2 separate regions of the Triticum aestivum genome follow, and region 1 is linked to region 2. A link is a contact called in public Hi-C data. All regions are on one chromosome and are shown on one strand. The core of a region is the stretch at or near the end of the contact, and the rest is flanking DNA. Distances in the headings are between cores, read along the strand shown. Region 1 holds the start of LOC123189023 (ankyrin repeat and SAM domain-containing protein 6). Region 2 holds the start of LOC123189022 (nudC domain-containing protein 2).

Evidence for each region. Hi-C and Micro-C count contacts between places; a contact is called where the count stands out from the background.
Region 1: a Hi-C map of an unstated tissue shows a contact between it and region 2, with 10 times the contacts expected there. The contact joins the promoter of LOC123189023 here to the promoter of LOC123189022 in region 2. A contact is called at or near these places in 2 of 5 Hi-C or Micro-C datasets (leaf and an unstated tissue).

Annotation. Positions count from the first base shown.
Region 1 is chr2A:471,567,998-471,574,270 of IWGSC CS RefSeq v2.1, forward strand. LOC123189023 (ankyrin repeat and SAM domain-containing protein 6) reads left to right here and starts at 4,789. Exons shown (of 6, transcript XM_044601340.1): 1 at 4,789-5,084; 2 at 6,000-6,061; 3 at 6,151-6,273. The coding sequence starts at 4,960.
Region 2 is chr2A:471,115,593-471,121,133 of IWGSC CS RefSeq v2.1, forward strand. It overlaps LOC123189022 (nudC domain-containing protein 2), which reads right to left and starts at 1,626. Exons shown (of 5, transcript XM_044601339.1): 1 at 1,169-1,626; 2 at 912-1,060; 3 at 725-773; 4 at 102-244. The coding sequence starts at 1,217.

The DNA of each region.
Region 1 (6,273 bases), core at 3,539-6,038, 460 kb after region 2:
CGATCGGGGATCTAGCATTTGGGGTTGTCTTCTTTTATTTTGGTTCCGTGGTCGGACCTTGATCGTATTCTGGATGATGTATGTTTAACTTGTTATTTGTGTGAAGTGGCGATTGTAAGCCAACTCTTTATCCCTTTCTTATTCAGTACATGGGATTGTGTGAAGATTACCCCACTTGCGACTAAACTACCATGCGTCTATGCCTCTAAGTCGTGCCCCGACACATGGGAGATATAACCGCATTATGGGCGTAACAGGATCCTTTCTAGAGAAGGATTTTCTAACGAAAGAAGTGAGTGGGAGGAAAGTAGAACTTGATGAGGTAGTTTTATTCTCCCGAATTGGAAAGTAGTTCATCACAGAAATCAGTTCCAGTGATTCCTACACCAATTAGTGAGGAAGCTAATGATGATGATCATGAAACTTCAGATCAAGTTACTACCGAACCTCGTAGGTCAACCAGAGTACGGTCCGCACCAGAGTGGTACGGTAATCCTGTTCTGAAAGTCATGTTACTAGACCATGACGAACCTACGAACTATGAGGAAGCGATGATGAGCCCAGATTCCGTGAAATGGCTTGAGGCCATGAAATCTGAGATGGGATCCATGTATGAGAACAAAGTATGGACTTTGATTGACTTGTCTGATGATCAACGAGTCATTGAGATTAAATGGGTCTTCAAGATGAAGATGGACGCTGATAGTAGTGTTACTATCTACAAAGCTCGAATTGTCGCAAAAGGTTTTCGACAAATTCAAGGTGTTGACTACGATGAGAGTTTCTCACTCGTATCTATGCTTAAAGTTTGTCTGGATCATGTTAGCGATTGCCGCATTTTATGAAATTTGGCAAATGGATATCAAAACTGCATTCCTTAATGGATTTCTTAAATAAGAGTTGTATATGATGCAACCAGAAGGTTTTGTCAATCCGAAAGGTGCTAACAAAGTGTGTAAGCTCCAGTGATCCATTTATGGACTGGTGCAAGCATCTCGGAGTTGGAATGTATGCTTTGATAGTGTGAAAAAGCATATGGTTTTATACAAACTTTTGGAGAAGCCTGTATTTACAAGAAAGTGAGTGGGAGCTCTGTAGCATTTCTGATATTATATGTGGATGACATATTGTTAATTGGAAATAATAAAGAACTTCAGGATAGCATAAAAGGACACTTGAATAAGAATTTTTCAATGAAAGACCTCAGTGAAGCTACTTACACATTGGGCATCAAGATCTATAAAGATATATCAAGACGCTTGATAAGACTTTCGATGAGTACATACCTTGATAAGATTTTGAAGGAGTTCAAAATGGATCAGTCAAAGAAGGAGTTCTTGCCTGCATTGTAAGGTGTGAAGTTGAGTAAAGACTCAAAACTCGACCACGGCGGAAAATAGAAAGAGAATGAAAAGTCATTTCCTATGCCTCAGTCATAGGTTCTATAAAGTACGATATGCTGTGTACCAGACCTATTGTGTACCTCACCATGAGTTTGGCTAGAGGGTACAATAGTGATCCAGGAGTGGATCACTAGACATCGGTCAAAATTATCCTTAGTGTAATAAGGACATGTTTCTCGGTTATGGAGGTGACAAAAAGTTCATTGTAAAGGGTTACGTCGGTGCAAACTTTGACACTGATCCGGATGACTCTAAGTCTCAATCTGGATACATATTGAAAGTGGGAGCGATTAGCTAGAGTAGCTCCGTGCAGAGCATTGTAGACATAGAAAATTTGCAAAATACATACGGCTTTGAATGTGGTAGACCCATTGACTAAACTTATCTCACAAAGCAAAACATGATCACTCTTTGGGTGTTAATCACATAGCGATGTGAACTAGATTATTGACTCTAGTAAACCATTTGGGTATTAGTCACATGGAGATGTGAACTAATCACATAAAGATGTGAAGTATTGGTGTTAAATCACATGACGATGTGAACTAGATTATTGACTCTAGTGCAAGTGTGAGACTGAAGGGAATATGCCCTAGAGGCAATAATAAAGTTGTTATTTATATTTTCTTATATCATGATAAATGTTTATTATTCATGCTAGAATTGTATTAACCGGAAACTTAGTACACGTGTGAATACATAGACAAAACAAAATGTCCCTAGTATGCCTCTACTTGACTAGCTCGTTAATCAAAGATGGTTAAGTTTCCCGACCACAGACATGTCTTGTCATTTGATGAACGAGATCACCTCATTAGGAGAATGATGTGATGGACAAGACCCATCCGTTAGCTTAGCATGTTGATCGTTTAGTTTTATTGCTATTGCTTTCTTCATGACTTATACATATTCCTTTGACTATGAGATTATGCAACTCCCGAATACCGGAGGAACACCTTGTGTGCTATCAAACGTCACAACGTAACTGGGTGATTATAAAGATGATGTACAGGTGTCTCCGAAGGTGTTTGTTGGGTTGGCATAGATCGAGATTAGGATTTGTCACTCCGAGTATCGGAGAGGTATCTCTGGGCCCTCTCGGTAATGCACATCATTATAAGCCTTGCAAGCAATGTGACTAATGAGTTAGTTGCGGGATGATGAGATTTGCCAGTAATGAGATTGAACTAGGTATGATGATACCGACGATCGAATCTCGGGCAAGTAACATACCGATGACAAAGGGAATAAAATATGTTGTTATTGCGAATTGACCGATAAATATCTTCGTAGAATATGTAGGAACCAATATGAGCATCTAGGTTTCGCTGTTGGTTTTTGACCGGAGATGTGTCTCGGTCATGTCTACATAGTTCTTGAACCCGTAGGGTCCGCACGCTTAACGTTCGATGACGATTTATATTATGAGTTATGTGTTTTGGTGACCGAAGTTTGTTCAAAGCCCTGGATGAGATCACGGACATGACGAGGAGTCTCAAAATGGTCGAGAGGTAAAGATCGATATATTGAAAGGTAGTATCCCGACACCGGAAGGGTTCCAGAGTGTATCGGGTACATACCGGAGTACCGGAGGGGTTACCGGAACACCCCGAGGAAAGATATGGGCCATAGGAGGAAGGCTAACCAGCCCACAACGGGCTGGTGCACCCCCACAAGGGAGGAGGCCGAACTGGATTAGGGAAGGGGGCGACGCCCCCCTTTCCTTCTCCTACTCCCTCTCATTTCCCCCTTTCCCCCTCTGGAAGAAGGAAAAAAAGGAGGGCCGAATCCTACTAGGACTGGAGTCCTAGTAGGACTCCCCTCTCCCTAGCGCGCCCCTTGGTAGTCGGCCTCCTCCTCCCCTCCTTTATATATGGGGGCAGGGGGCACCCCAAAGCACATCAATTGTTCTCTTAGCCGTGTGTGGTGCCCCTCTCCACAGTTTACTCATCTGGTCATAGCGTCGTAGTTCTTAGGCGAAGCCCTGCGCGGATCACATCACCAACACCGTCACCATGTCGTCGTGCTGACGGAACTCTCCCTCGACCCTCTACTGGATCAAGAGCTCGAGGGACGTCATCGAGCTAAACGTGTGCTGAACACGGAGGTGCTGTACGTTCAGTACTTGGATCGGTTGGATCGTGAAGACGTTCGACTACATCAACCGCGTTAATATAATGCTTCCGCTTTCGGTCTACGAGGGTACATGGACACACTCTCCCCGTCTCGGTGCTATGCATCTCCTAGATAGATCTTGCGTGATCGTAGGATTTTTTTTTGAAATTGCATGCTACATTCCCCAACAGAAGGCCTATCCTTTAGTGTAGTTTATGCCTTTTTTTAGTGAGACCATATGCAATGTAGCAAAGTACCTTAGTGTGGGATTGCTCGAATATGTTTTTATGTGTCCTTTTATGCGTTTGTCATTTGTGTCTTAGCGAGAACCATACTGATATGTAAAAGTTGTGTTTTAACACATGCAAGTTACTACTTTTTCTACCCGCTTCTAACATGAGTTTTATATTTTTTTGGTTGTACATGCTTTCATGCACAGGGAGTTGCATGTGTTTAGTACTAGAGTTTCCCTGTTTTTACACCTCCTAGAGGCAACTCTAGACTTTTTGCACAGCTACCATCGCACAGAGTTGTTTCAATGCATACAGTATAGAGAATTAGGTTTTGGTGTTGCAATGTACCTGCAAAGCTGTGCAATGCTCCTGCATATTTTTTCGCACTAGAGTTGCCCTATTTTTGTACTGGTGTTGCTTTTTGTTTCATAAGAGTTGCTCAAGATGCATGCCATACATATGGTTGGCTCAAAGCAATCTACAAGTTGCTCTTATTTTTTTCACCAAATCAAAGAACAAACTAAAAACTAGTTGATGTTCAAGTAGGGCAAGGCTGGGGTGGTTGAGTAGGGAAGAGAGAAAGCCGGGAGAGGTGGTGCTTACCTTTTTGGGGGGAGGTAGGCTCTCCTTTGTTGTCTCCAGATCTGATTTTTGGAGCAAGGAGGAGCAAAGAGAGGTTCTTGCGTCGGCTTGTTCTTCAAGACGCCATTGATGGGGCAAATCTATTTTAGAGGAAGAAAAGAGGAATAAGGAGGAAGAAGGGGACCCCTGCGCGGACTTGTCTTTCAAAGAAAAGGGAGAAAGTGGTCGCGTGAGGTGCGTGAGGGCGCTGGGGATAGTAGTGGAGCGTGCGCGAGGATGCAAGGAGGGGGAGGGACCGACGACAGGAACCCGTGATCGGCTCGATCAGGTGAAGCGACAAGACATGGGGCATGTGGTTTCATTTTTGCGTGTCCGCGCGGCGTGGTTTCTTTCCGTATATGGGAGGGCACTCGGGTGCCAGCTAGTCGGGTCCATATAAATTCGTGTACAGACAACTGGGCCCGCATCCCAGCCCTACCTGCCATTTTCCTCCGTTCGTTCATCTCCTTCGCCTCGCCACCGTCCCTCCTCCTCTCTTCCCTCCCTCATCCCTCATATCGTGTCGGCTCGAAAGTCGAAACCCTAGACCAACCACCCTCCCCTAGTACGTAGGAACAGGGACAGAGATGTATGCAGACCAGATCTCCACCGGCCGCAAGCGCTCCATCCATGACCGCCTTGACGCCGACCTCCCCTCCGACCGCGGCGGCGCGGACGCCGCCGGCCGGGCTCGTAACGCGCTGTCCAAGAGGTCAGCTTAAGTTCCGCTCCCACCTGCTCCTTCCATATCGTTGCCACGGCTCCCTCTGTAACCTTAGCTTGGGGCTTCTCGCTCTGTGCGTTCCTATGTGCTTAGGGATGGTGGAAATTAGGGCCTTGTTTTAGGTTGCTCGTGCTGAGGGCGGCGCCCCTAGATTCCATGCCTTCATTCATGTTAGAATTGAGGTTGTGGAGAGTAAGGACGAGCTTTGAGCCGCGTGATGTGTGTTGTTTGTCTGAGCGATGGAAATTGTGGTGTCAGATTCAATGATTCTGCATGACAAATATCATGAATTGGTCTGTTGGACGCCACGTCATTATGCAGCATAACATGGGAATTGCAGCGTAGGTTTCTGGATAATCCTTTTTTTTGGTCAAGCGCTTGCTTTACTGTTTTACCTGAGGATTTGTGATTTCATATGTTGAGTATCATGGTATGGACTATGGAATGAGCTCGGATAATACTAGTTGATAGCGCCTGTGGGAGCTAGAAGCTAGCGATGTAACCTTGGACACGGTGTTTTACTCAATCTAGCAGTAACTTATGTAACTGAGGTATGAACTGTTGCAGAATCAATCACCAATGCATTGCTATTGATTTTTTAATAGATAGTTTGTTATTTCTAAAGAAAATAGTCCTGCTTTCTAGTCTGAAAGTATCGAGGGTGGATATGTTGGTTCACTTCTATCCTCATGTATAAACTTATACTTTGTAAAGCTTGCTGACACGAGCCTTGATGTATTTAAGCCTGCTTGTAAAAGAAAGATCAATGTTCTTTGCTAGTACGCATGGTTTAAGTTATTAAGGGGTCTATAGTTCTTGCGAGCATTGTACTATCATGTTTCCCCACTTCACTAGACTAGCTAATTTCACGCGTATTGATTTCTTGATGTATGCTATCTGTAGGCAACGACAAACTGATGATAAATGGAAGCATGATCTTTACCGGGATGATGAATCAGCTTCAAGTAATCTATTTGTTGATGTATCTTAAATGAAGTAAGGCAACCTACCTTTTATTTTGGCCCCATTTAACTCTTATCTGTCTGCACTTAAGGATCAGTTGATCCACGGGATTTGCGATTCAAGCTTCAGAAGAAAAGCTCTCAGCAAGGGTTTGCTGGCCAAAAGGGTTCCGGGGTACGTGATCTACGTGAGATGTTATCTGGAACAATGCACG
Region 2 (5,541 bases), core at 376-2,875:
GACATACAGGGATCCACGAGTGAGGCGGAACTGACTACACAGAAAAAGGAATGCACAGTAAACAGAAGGGAAACTATGTCTGCACAGTAAATTGATTATACCTCTTCTTGAAACCTTTGCAGCATAAGCCGTTTCTGTTCCTGGTCTGCAGCATATGGATCTAAGCTACCTTGGCCTTTTATTGGAGATGCCCATGCTTTCCCCTTTTCCCTTTTTTGCAGAGTGATATGCAATTCACCGTCCTCTGCATTGTAATCACAATGATCCATATTAAAAATATAGATCAGCAGAAGGCGCTAATGACGTAATGGTTGATATAGATGTCTCCCTAATGCTTGATAAACCTCATACCGGTGACTTCTCACCCATGGCAGCATACCCATATGCAAACTAGCCCACAAAATAATGGCACTCCACAAAATTACTGCAGCATATGGTGCACTGAATAAATTTAGTGTGTTTTTCCTTTTCCTACATTGATATTTTGTAAATGGACCAGAGAAAAAGGTTTTATGCCCTTAAATAATTCACTGCAGAGTGAAGAAGAGCTAAATCTAGTAAAAACTCGTAGATGAGTTCTGCACTAAATGTGCCATTGCAGACTGCACTGGATGAGCTGATTGCGCTTTCTAGTTCTGCACTAACCCAAACAGATACCTAAAATCCGCCAAAACTCTGTAGCTGGGAGACCAATAATTCCAGGTGGGAGAGAAATGAGCCATACCTATCGTCCAGAAAGACGAATCGGTCTTCACGGGGTGCATAAGGTCATGCTGCAAAACAATCCACATATCAAATTTAAAGATACAAACACAAATCAAGAAAGAGCTCAATATTTAGCACGAGCTCGAGTGGAATCGAATTGGAAGAGAGAGAGAGAGAGAGAGAGGGAGAGAGAGTAAATCACGGACGTTGAGGTAGGGCGGGTGGCCGCGAATGCCGACCTCAACGTGGCCGGCCTGGATCACACACTGAATCAGCTTGGTGGGCACGTTCTTGGGGAGCTCGATGTACATGTTCACCTCCTCCAGCGACTGGTCCCATTCGAAAACCTTCTGCCCTGCGCCCCCACGCAATCCATTGGGGGAGAGGAGGGGAGAAACCATAGGTGAGGGCAGGCTCTGGAACGCTCTAGAAGAAAGTGGAGCGTTAGACCGGGGAGGCTTACCATTGTGGACGAAGGCATGGCGCTTCTCGGGTGCCAGCCTCTCCGCCATGGCCGCGGGATTCGGCGCTCGCGACGCTTCTAGAGGCTTCTGGATCGGCTGAGGAACGCGATGGTTGAGGGAGATGGAGAAGAAGAGACGCCGCAGAACGCCACTCCCGCGATGTCAACGACTAAGGAGGGCGGCGACAAGTAGGGTTTGGTGGTGTCGTCGATATACGTGCAGGGCTGGAGGCGGACCAACCAAGCAAAGGGGATTTGTGGAGGAGGTCGAGGGGAGCACGTAGATGTCGCCGGAGGTGGCAGGGGCCGCCGGAGCCCGCAGAATCTGCTGCGTAGGTGGTCTGCTTCGGCCAAACAGCGGGTTGTTTCGATTGGGGAAGATGGTCTGCTTCGGCCAAACAGCGGCCAAACAGCTGCGTCCCCCTGTTTCCTCAGGCAACCGGATCACCGAATGCACGTTCTCAAAAAAAAAAAAAAATCACCGAATGGTCACCGCAACACTTCAATTAAACAGCTATAATGTCTGTTACTTCTTTCGTCCGAAAATACTTATCATTAAAATGGATAAAAAAAGATGTATTTAAAACTAAAATACATGTAGATATATTCTTTTTTATTTATTTTGATGACAAATATTTTTGGACGAAGGGAGTACAAACAAGAGCATATCCACACCCCGTCCCCGCGTCAACAAGCCCCCCAACACCATTTTTTATTGTTGGCGCGAAAAAAATGGCCCAGTCGTGTCCTTACAAGCCAATTTTTCGCCGGCTAGGCCCGATTTTGACGTCGGCGGACCTAGACCGAACCCGACGCGCTGGGGGACGCCCGGGGGCGTCGGAAGGAAACTTTTTTGGCGCGAAAGCTTGGTGGACCCGTCCAGTCAGCGATTAGGTGCGTTCATCGTCCTCATCGCCTCGTTTTTCCTCGGGGAATCAACGAGAAGGCTGCTGTCGGTCAGCCTTCCATTGATTCCTCACGAGCGGCGCAGTGAAAGCGCGCTGACGCGCCTCCCGCCCCTCCCGTCACGCGTACACATGGCTGCTGCCCGTTCGCCACCCATCCGCGACTATAAAAGCCGTCCCACACTCGTCAGTGGCCGCACAGTTCCTCGCCACATCACCTCTCCCCCTCTCACCGACGACGCCCCTCTCCCCTCTCTCCTCGTCTCAAAACCATGGTCGAGCGCTACCCCGGCGACGGAGCGGCGTCCAACGGCTTCGGCCGTCGCCACCTGCATGAGGACGAAGCCCGCCTCCTCTACGAGGCGGACTACCCAGCGCCGCTGAACATGTGGGTGCCTGGCTCTTGAAGCTCGGCGCCGGCGGTGTCCCGATGCCACCGGCGCCCATCGGTGCTGATCGACGCGCCGAGATCACGCGCGACCGCAGCTAAGGTACGTCCCCGACAGCCACACGCTATGGACGGCGTATGTCGGCCGCCGCAACGAAGAACAGCTCGCCTCCACGAACAGCGTCGAGCCTCGTGGCCGCCTCAACTCCGAGGGACGGTGCCAATGGTGGGGCGTCCCCGGCCGCATGCTCGAAGCCGTCCTCGAGCACATCGAGGACGGTGCTACTTCTTGAGCTTGCGTTGGTTTTTTCCTTGAAGGGGAAAGGGTAATGCAACAAAGTAGAGATAAGTATTTTCCTCAGTTTGAGAACCAAGGTATCCATCCAGAACGCACAAATCACCTAATACCTGCACAAACAATCAAACAACTTGCACCCAACGCGATAAAGGGGTTGTCAATCCCTTCACGATTACTTGCAAAACTGAGATCTGATAGAGATAGATGAACGGTATTTTTTTTGTATTTTTGGTTTATAGACCGGAAAGTAAAGATTGCACAAATAGTACATCGGAAACTAGTACGATGGAAAATAGAAACTTATTGTTGGGGATCGTTACAGAAATTAAAATTTTTCTACGCATCACCAAGATCAATCTATAGAGTAACTAGCAACGAGAGGGGAGTGCATCTTCATACCCTTGAAGATCGCGAGTCAGAAGCGTTGCAAGAACGCGGTTGGAGGAGTCGTACACGTAGCGATTCAGATCGCGGCCGAATCCGATCTGAGCACCGAACAACGGTGCCTCCGTGTTCAACACACGTGCAGCTCGGTGACATCTCCCGCGCCTTCATCCAGCAAGGAGGAGGGAGAGGTTGAGGAAGAAGGCTCCAACACCAGCACGATGGCGTGGTGGTGTTGGAGTGGCAGTTCTCCGGTAGGGCTTCGCCAAGCTCACGCAGAGGAGGAGAGGTGTTGGGGAGGGGAGGGGCTGCGCCTTGGATGTGGTGTTGCAGCCCTCCCTTCGCCCCTCTATTTATAGGGAGAAGGGGGAAGGGGGCCGGCCCCTCTAGATGAGATCTAGAGGGGGCGGCGGCCAAGGGGGAGGGGGCTTGCCCCCCAAGCAAGGGGGGCGCCCCCTTTTAGGATTCCCCCCAAACCCTAGGCGCATGGGCCCTAGGGGGGATGGCGCCCAGCCCACTAGGGGCCGGTTCCCTTCCACCTACAGGCCATAAGGCCCTCCGGGGCAGGTGGACCCTCCTGGTGGACCCCCGGAACCCCTCCGGTGGTCCCGGTACAATACCGGTATACCTCCGAATATTTTCGGTGACCGTATGATGACTTCCCATATATAAATCTTCACCCCGGACTATTCCGGAACTCCTCGTGATGTCCGGGATCTCATCCGGGACTCCGAACAACATTCGGTAATCACATACAAATCTTCCTAATAACCCTAGCGTCATCGAACCTTAAGTGTGTAGACCCTACGGGCTTGGGAACCATGCAGACATGACCGAGATAACTCTCCGACCAATAACCAATAGCGGGATCTGGATACCCATGTTGGTTCCCACATGTTCCATGATGATCTCATCGGATGAACCACGATGTCGAGGATTCAAGCAATCCCGTATACAATTCCCTTTATCAATCGGTATGTTACTTACCCGAGATTCGATCGTCGGTATCCCAATACCTCGTTCAATCTCGTTACCGGCAAGTCACTTTACTCGTTGCGTAACACATCATCCCGTGACCAACCCTTAGTCACATTGAGCTCATTACGATGATGTCTTACAGAGTGGGCCGAGAGATACCTCTCCGTCATATGGAGTGACAAATCCCAGTCTCGATTCGTGCCAACCCAACAGACACTTTCAGAGATACCCGTAGTGCACCTTTATAGTCACCCAGTTACGTTGTGACGTTTGGCACACCCAAAGTATTCCTACAGTATCCGGGAGTTGCACAATCTCATGGTCTAAGGAAAAGATACTTGACATTAGAAAAGCTTTAGCAGACGAACTACACGATCTTGCGCTATGCTTAGGATTGGGTCTTGTCCATCACATCATTCTCCTAATGATGTGATCCCGTTATCAATGACATCCAATGTCCATGGTCAGGAAACTGTAACCATCTATTGATCAACGAGCTAGTCAACTAGAGGCTCACTAGGGACATGTTGTGGTCTACGTATTCACACATGTATTACGATTTCTGGATAACACAATTATAGCATGAACAATAGACAATTATCATGAACAAGGAAATATAATAATAACCATTTTATTATTGCCTCTAGGGAATATTTCCAACAGTCTCCCACTTGCACTAAAGTCAATAATCTAGTTACATTGTGATGAATCGAACACCCATAGAGTTCTGGTGTTGATCATGTTTTGCTCGAGGAAGAGGTTTAGTCAACGGATCTGCGACATTCAGGTCTGTATGCACTTTACAAATATCTATGTCTCCATTTTGAACATTTTCACGAATGGAGTTGAAGTGACGCTTGATATGCCTGGTCTTCCTGTGAAACCTGGGCTCCTTGGCAAGGGCAATAGCTCTAGTGTTGTCACAGAAGAGTGTCATCGGGCCCGACGCATTGGGAATAACTCCTAGGTCGGTAATGAACTCCTTCATCCAGATTGCTTCTTGTGCTGCCTCCGAGGCTGCCATGTACTCTGCTTCACATGTAGATCCCGCCACGACGCTTTGCTTGCAACTACACCAGCTGACTGCCCCACCATTCAAAATATACACGTATCCGGTTTATGACTTAGAGTCATCCAGATCTGTGTCGAAGCTAGCATCGACGTAACCCTTTACGACGAGCTCTTCGTCACCTCCATAAACGAGAAACATATCCTTAGTCCTTTTCAGGTACTTCAGGATATTCTTGACCGATGTCTAGTGTTCCATGCCGGGATTACTTTGGTACCTTCCTACCAAACTCACGGCAAGGTTTACATCAGGTCTGGTACACAGCATGGCATACATAATAGACCCTATGGCCGAGGCATAGGGGACAACACTCATCTTTTCTCTATCTTCTGCCGTGGTCGGGCATTGAGC